Linked DNA regions of Mus musculus: region 1 is linked to region 2. The links are chromatin contacts, called in public Hi-C maps. All regions are on one chromosome and are shown on one strand. Each heading gives the region's core, a stretch centred on a gene start, on an enhancer-like site or on the middle of the called end of the contact. The rest is flanking DNA. Distances are from core to core; before and after follow the strand shown.

The links. A called contact is a pair of places that touch in the nucleus more often than the background predicts.
Region 1: a contact with region 2 is called in a Hi-C map of pre-megakaryocyte-erythroid progenitors, with 3 times the contacts expected there. The contact joins two enhancer-like sites. A contact is called at or near these places in 4 of 39 promoter capture datasets (the 3T3-L1 cell line, hippocampal neurons, liver and 1 more), 2 of 15 datasets of contacts at CTCF or cohesin (hippocampal excitatory neurons and pro-B cells), 56 of 484 Hi-C or Micro-C datasets (the HL-1 cell line, LSK cells, the N1E-115 cell line and 33 more), 2 of 115 datasets of contacts at active chromatin or transcription factors (astrocytes and embryonic basal ganglia) and 1 of 9 other capture datasets (embryonic stem cells).

Annotation. Positions count from the first base shown.
Region 1 is chr4:151,849,252-151,853,129 of GRCm38.p6, forward strand. All of the region lies in intron 1 of Camta1 (calmodulin binding transcription activator 1), which reads right to left. All of the region lies in intron 1 of Gm42357 (a long non-coding RNA gene), which reads left to right. Among named protein-coding and RNA genes, the nearest start is that of Gm42357, 9.6 kb to the left of the region's middle. Within about 2 kb of position 2,135, at least 35 of the 459 cell types and tissues checked have an H3K27ac peak or open chromatin away from gene starts, as enhancers often do. A contact at or near this core is called in pre-megakaryocyte-erythroid progenitors, where this site is marked.
Region 2 is chr4:151,603,015-151,606,871 of GRCm38.p6, forward strand. All of the region lies in intron 3 of Camta1 (calmodulin binding transcription activator 1), which reads right to left. Among named protein-coding and RNA genes, the nearest start is that of Gm52712, 37 kb to the right of the region's middle. Within about 2 kb of position 1,682, at least 60 of the 459 cell types and tissues checked have an H3K27ac peak or open chromatin away from gene starts, as enhancers often do. A contact at or near this core is called in pre-megakaryocyte-erythroid progenitors, where this site is marked.

The DNA.
Region 1 (3,878 bases), core at 885-3,384, 250 kb after region 2:
CTGGCAATCAATACATTTTAATAACGCTTATATTAATCAACTCCAAAAAACACAGCTAAATGAATATAAATACTATCTTGAACACACATGTCTGGGGTCAGCAAATAATACTTTTTCAACTGCAGTCATATATTTAAGTCTTTAAGTATTTAAGTCTACTTTCTAAAAGTATAAACCCTCATTCATACCTAAATAAAGGCTTTAAATCCACCACAGAGGATACCTAAGAAGACTGTTTCTGTATTGAAAATCTTCAGTAAAAACCTTAACAATTTTTTTTTAACTTTCTTTAGACAGAGGGGGCATTTCTATGTACAGCAAGCATAAAGGAGGTACCTCAGAGGCTATACTTCAAACTCCCCTGTCAAGGTGTAAGCCTACATATTTATTCTTGACCTGGTATAAGAACTTCAAAGGAAAAAAGAAGTCCCACAGAGCAGCCAGTATCAGCAAGGGAGCTGCAAAGTAAACTGCATCTATCCACCTTCACTCCCGTACCATCCTGAGGAAGAATGGGGAGAACTTTCAGAGGTCATTTCTAGGACAGCACTTTATCCATCTGAACAATCTCCTTACAATCATTACCAACTAACTCATGACACAGAGCTGAGGTCTGGGAAAGGCAAGATGGGGAGAGGAGCCAGAGTCAAAAATAACAAATGGATGCATGGGAATTGTCTGATAAGGACAAGAGATAAGGAGGCCAAAGAGAGAGGCTTCTACCTCTGGCCCCAAAAGTAGCATCAAAGTCAGGAGCACCCTGCTGGTGGAGCTCCTTAGTCCAAGGTCACCCCTCTACTAAGGGGAAGAAGCAGCCCTACCCAGGAACCACGGGGGCTTATTAGAAGTCAGCAGATTAGCTTATCACTGCTTGATTCAGGGAAGGAAAGGACAAGAATGCTGATGCCAAGAGACATCTCCAATATGTAAAACCTAATCATTGAAGCCCCCAACTTTTCAGACATCCTACGGAGGGACACAGTTTTGAAAATTACAAAGTCTTAACAAAGTAAACAGTCCCTTCTTGGGATCAGCAAGATGGCTTAGCCACCAAGCCTGACGGAACCTGAGGTTGATCCCTGAAATCCACATGGAGGAGAGAACAGACTCCTCTCACCTTCCTATGTCTCCCCTACCACATAATGTTAAATCATAACCAAAAACAAAACCTGGGGCTGAAGAGATGTCTCAACAGTTAAGAGCACACACTGTTCTTCCAGGACTCTATAGAGATCAGTTCCCGGCACCCATGTCAGTAGCTCACAACCACCATCCACCTCCAGGAAGTTCCAACACCTTCCTGGGACCTGCAAAGGCATGGTACTCACTCTCATTCACTCATGTACACACACATAATTAAAAGTATAATCATTGAAAACTAAATCCCCAGGGCTTGAGAAGATGCTCAGTGGCTCAGAGCACTGGCTGCTTTTCCAGAGGACCCAGGTTTGACTCCTAACACCCACATGGTATTCTCAATTCTCTGTAACTCAGTTCTAGGGAACCAATACTTCTGACACAGAGTGGTATACAACATACATCCAAGAAAAACACCAAAACACATGAATCAATTTTTTTAAATGTAAGAGCAAACTTTAAATATAATAAAAATGATTCCTGTCTTCAACATTACTAATAGTTGAGTGGTAGCTTCCACAAAGCCCTGCATCCTATACCCAGCCCTTCAAGGGGAAAACTTGTACCTACACAATGAATTTTTACATGTACTATATGTAAACACATACAGTCACATGCACATGTGAATACACAATGCCATAATTCTAAATATTTAAATAATTATCAAAACTATTTATCTCTTAGGAAAAATAACAACTGAAATGTGTGCCTTCAAATGCATATCCAGAAGCTAACTGCTTTCTTCCCCTTAGTACATGTACCAAAATAAAGAAACAAAAAAACAAAACCTAGCTCCCAGAGAAGTCACTCATCTGTTACCATCAGACCACTCAAAACATATAAAGTTCCATCATAAGGATATAAGGAAATGTATCTGAGATGTCACATGGCTTAAAATGCTGCCCCCAGGGTCTGGGAAAACAGCTTAATCAGTAAAGTGCTTTTGCACCCATGTAAAAACTGGGTGCACCAGCACATTTCCACCACTGGGGGGTTGACTCAGATGGATCCCTGGGGCTTTGTGGCCTGCCACTGTACGCAATTAGCTCCAGGCTGAATGTCTCAAAGAGCTGGAAGGCACCACACCAGAAGCTAACTTCTGGGCTCCCTGTGTAATCATTTTCATTTGTATGGTGGGGGAGACATGTGGAGGTCAGAGCAAAACTTGCCGAGGAGGTCAGTTCTCTTTCTACCATGTTTGGTAGAAAGTTTGGTGACAAGCCCTTATTCACTAAGCCATCTAGCTGGCCCCCAAAACAAAATATTGAACATAAAACTTTGTACCTTTCAGAGCTCTGTACCTCTAGAGGATCTCTAAAAAGCTGTGAGCTGTAAATAGGATTTACACATGAACACACAAAATGAAGCTTAGTATTAAAAAAATTCCAGAGTAAGATACATTGGCAAAGTCCTTAGTTCATCTCATAGTGAGTGCGCACGCACACACACATACACACACACACACAGTTTAAGAAAGAGGTATCAACTGCAATGACTATAGTTTTATCATCCACTCTAACCATGAACTGAGCTATAAATGGCACAGCCTAGAAGTAACATATGCTATTTTTAAATGTCCTTGCCAATTAAATAGTCAGAAAATCAGTAAAGCCCCCCCCCGCACCCCCCACAAGAAAGCAAGGAAAATTAACTTGTTTAGAGCTAACCATTCATCAAACATAGGCTTGAACAATGCCAGAAGCCAGACGCCCAGCCTCTGTGTTGGCCCTACAGAGAAAAATTCAAGTGAGAGTCCTTCAAGACTGTCTTCACTGGGTCAGATTTCAAACAGCAACCTCCCTGGAGGAGAAGCTCCATCCCATAGCTACATGAGGGTACAATCCAGAGAAATGAAATCTGACTCTAACTCGGGATGTTATGCCTTCCACAACAACAGTATATCAAAACCAGAAATGTTAAAACCATAAAATAATCAAGATATTTGAAATACTTCAAGAGTAACCAAATGCTCAGAGTAGCCCACATGCTCTGCAACAGCAGCAGATCTGAGCCCAGCCTGCCTCTGTGAAATGAAGCAGAATCCTCCAATTCAGCAAATGACACAATAAATATTCTCTGTAACAAAGGAAACATGGCATAGCACTCTAACCTTATAGCAAAAACACAAATTTTGTATCAATATGTTCACAACACAGCTCAACACAAAAATCAGAACCTAATTAAAACTACTGCTTTAGACCTCAAGCTGTCTGGCCAGCAACCTTGCCCAAACTGAATTGCTGCAGACCAACCAGCAGGAGCAACTACAGCATTATCTAACAACTGTAGTGCTTCATCTCTTGTTTTATCTTTCATGGTTGACTTATGAACTGACTGATGGCAAACTGATATGTGAATATGCCAATTCAAAAACACAAAGAAAAAAATGGAAGCACAAAATTCATGAATGAAAATGCTGACGTCATAGCTCAACTCTCAGAGCTGAAGGACACAAGAAAGTGTGCACCTGTCTTTAGGGATGTTAACTCAAAGTCACTTAGTGAAGAAAGGACGTAAGTCAGCCCCTCCTTGCTCAGAACGAATGAAGAAAGGTGAGGTAACAGAAAAACCTTTGCTAGCCCAGAAATGAGAAACAGGCAATGCATGAGGCACAAATCAGCACTGCTTGTGAATGGCCCAACTATTTCAGGTGGTTAGAGTTAATACTTGCACTTTATAAAGATTTAGGAGTGTGGGGATGTCCGGGGGTGGGGGTGGGGTCCATCATAAAACTGTTCTCC
Region 2 (3,857 bases), core at 432-2,931:
CATCTCTGGCTTGTCAGTCTAGGTAAGTAATATAGCTCTGAGTTCAGATTTTTAAAAAAGATGTTACTTACTAAGGTGGAGGGTGATCAAGGAAAACTCCTGAGGTCAACCTCTGGCCTGTACACATATACACAGGCAGCCAGAAGCACAAATGCACACACTCACATGGGGACACAGGCAGCCAGAAGCATTACATGGGGTAATCCCCATGGATCTCTGTCTTTTTCTCTGTCTGTCTCTGTCTCTGTCTCTGTCTCTGTCTCTCTCTCTCTGTCTGCCTCTCTCTCACACACATACACTATGCACACACTCACATGGACACACACTGGCACCCCACCTTAACACACTCACATGGATACCCCCTCAGACCTCTCTCTCTCTCTTTCTCTCTCTCTCTCTCTCTCTCTCTCTCTCTCACACACACACACACACACACACACACACACTCACATGGACACACACACACAGGCACCCACAAGCACACATGCACACACATGAACACACACATCTGCACACTCACATGGAGATACCCCCCACGAATCTTTCTCTCTCTCTCTCTCTCTCTCTCTCTCTCTCTCTCTCTCTCTCTCTCTCACACACACACACACACACACACACACACACAGAGGAAAAGCCCTTTTCCTTCTTTCTTCCCTTTCTCTAACATCAAGCAGCCAGATGAAAGATGAGGAACCCAGAAGCACCGTTGTGTGTCACACCGATCCGCACGGCTGCAGGGCACGCGCCTCAGTCAATCCAATCCATTTTCTAGAGGACTTTGTAAGGAGATAGCGCACAGAATGTCAAAACCATAAAAGGATCATGCTCTCCAGAGGGCTGTGACAGGGCAGCACTGGCAGAAGGGAGGCTCCGTGCAGTATTTGCTGTTTGTTTCTGCTTTGCTTTTTTTTTTTCCCTGTGTGTGCCTGTGTAGGGGTGAGCATGCGTGTCAGTGCATATGCACATATGTGAGCACATGTAAACATGAGTAGAGGCCAAAACACACACTCAGGTATCATTCCTCAGGGTCCATCCACCTCATTTTTGGAGACAACATCCCCACTGGCCAGTCAACTCTTCGGGCCATCCTGTCTCCACCCCTAAGCATGGGGGTTACAGGCATATACCAGTACATCTGGATTTTTGTTTAAAATGTGGGTCTTAGAGATAAAGCTCACGTTCTCATGCTTGCTCAGCAAGCACTTCACTGGCTGAGTCACATCCCCAGTCCTTTGTGTCTTTATGTGAAAATGAGTTTCTAACAAAGGGGGGGGGGCCCTCTGGCCCTCCGTGTCCAAAGTGATACTGGTCTACAGTCAATGCCAATGGTCTGTAGCCATCTGCACCCCAGAGAGACACAAGGAAGCAACACTCATCCTCCCTTGTAAGCACTTGGAATTCCTTGAGGATCTGAGTCATGCGTTTGGGGAAACACGAGCCTCTGCGACAGCGTTCTTTATAACTTTATGACCTTCGAAGGCAAGACACCTGAGTACAGGTCCTAAGGTGACTGAGACAAAAAGCCCGCAGGCCAGATTTAGGCTAAAAACCCAAAATGTGACAAAGGGGAGGGGTGCTGTCCTCGGTCCTGAACCAGCGTGGTGGGGCCGCTGTCCTCGGTCCCAAATGTTCGCTTGGAACCTCTGTCCCCGGTCCTAAAATAGCGTGCTGGGCGCTGTCCCTGGTTCTGAACGGTCACTGCGCATGGTGTCCCGGGTCTGAACCGCCATTGTGGCCGCTGTCCCCTGTTCTGAATCAGAACATGTGGCGTTGGACTGGGGAGCTGTCCCTGGTCCTAAACCATCAGGGTTGGGTGTTTTGTTTGTTTGGTTGGTTGGTTGGTTGGTTGTCTGGTTGGTTTTATGTTGTTGCTCTTGGTCCTGAACCAACATAGGGGCTGTTGGCCCTGGCCCAAAACACCGCACAGGGGTTGGGGTTCAGGGAAGAGGATATGTTGTCTGTGGTTCAGAACCAATATCTTTGCTGGGGTGCTATCCCTGGCCCTGAACCAAAACTCATAGGAGCTTTGCCCCTGCCCTTAAACCAGCACTGCCTTTCATATGTGTGAGGGAGAGGGAGGAAGACTGTCCCTGGTCCTGAATCAGGCTCTTTTGTTGCTGTCCGTGGTCCTGAACCAACGCTGTTCCAGGGCTGTGATTTATAGGAGTGAGGTTTGTTCCTGCTTGTGACCTGGTGTGTGTACACGCTATGCACACACCTGCAGACGCTGTGGGAAGACGTAGCATGACCACCACACATCCTTCTGAAATGTGGCCTCTCACTGAACCTAGAGTTGTTTTGCAGCTTAGGTTGGTTCCAGCCATTTCCTATCTCTGCTCCCCACAGTGCTAGGGTCAGGCATGCACATCCATGGCCACTCAGCCTTTGTGTGGGTGCTGGGAATCCTGACTCAGGATCTTCATGCTCTTACCGACTGAGCCATTTCTCTGGGCCAAGGAGGCAATGATTTTTGTAGGTGCTAACCATATCTCTTCAAGTCAAATGGAGATGAGAAGATAGTGATTGAGAAGAAAAATGAAGAGGGCACATGCGTGCTGTTTTCTCAAAACGTCTTTCTAGGAATTTCATTCCAGGTGAATATATTGACATATGTTCTGGGTCACGACATAAAATTTATAGCTGGCTTCTTACCAAGGACAACGTATTGGAAAACTGCTTCTCTGGACTACAGTTGCTGTGACATGTCCTTGAACATTAAGACCCCAACTCTGTGCTCAGAAAATGGTCAAAATGTTGGTTGTGAGGCAGTGGTAGTTGAAAACATAGGATGTAATACAGAGAAGCATGTAAAAATGGAATTGTATGCCCAGGAGAAGGAGAGATGAGGGGTAAGGAGGGGGAAATAGTGGGTTTTGTACTACAGTTACCAGCATCGTGAGGATTTCTCCCTCCTGCTACATTGAATAGAAGGTGGTCTTCCAACTTTATTCACAGCTCCACTGTGATTTCAAGAAGGCAGCCACACACTGACCTTCCACACCCAGCCCTCAGGCAGGATGGTTTTGGCTACTAAGTGGTACAGTGACCTCACCCTCTGTACCTCAGGCTCAGTGAAGGGCTTTGGTTTAGTGGTGAAGGCACTACTGTACACCAGCAGTGACAATTGCACCTATACACAAGCTGTTGTGGGGATTAAGTGAAGGAATTTATGTAAAGTCACTTAAAACCAGACCTGGAACTCATTACTGAAGCAAAATGGCTAAATATTACTATAATTTCACTTAGCTAATAAATTCTGATGGGAAATGAAAAAATTCCACATTATGCAACAATTTAAAACCATTCGTGGGATGCTAGGGAGGTGGCTCAGTTAAGAGCACTGCTTGCTCATCCAGAGGACCCAGATGCAATTCCTGGCACCCACATAGGAGCTCACAACCATCTGTAGCTCCATTTCCAGGGAACCTGCTACCCTCTTTTGGACTCATGGGCACTGCACACATGTGGCACATACACATACATGCAGGCAAAACAGCCATACACATAAATAAACATGGGCTGTTCAGATGCAGAGCAGCTAAAAGCATTTTACTGTGCTTCCTTCCACCTTACATGATGCTCATGTAAATGTGCAAGGATAAAAATGACTCCTCTGAACTACACACATATTCTGTGCTACTCCCCATCACTTATGCACACACACACATGCATACATACAACATACACACTCACACACATGCACAAACACACACTCACACATGCACATGCACACTTGCACACATACATGTACACATGAACATGCACACACATGTACATGCATACACACCACAGGCACACTCATACACATAGTTGCACAGGCACATGCATATACACATGTACACACACACACACACCCC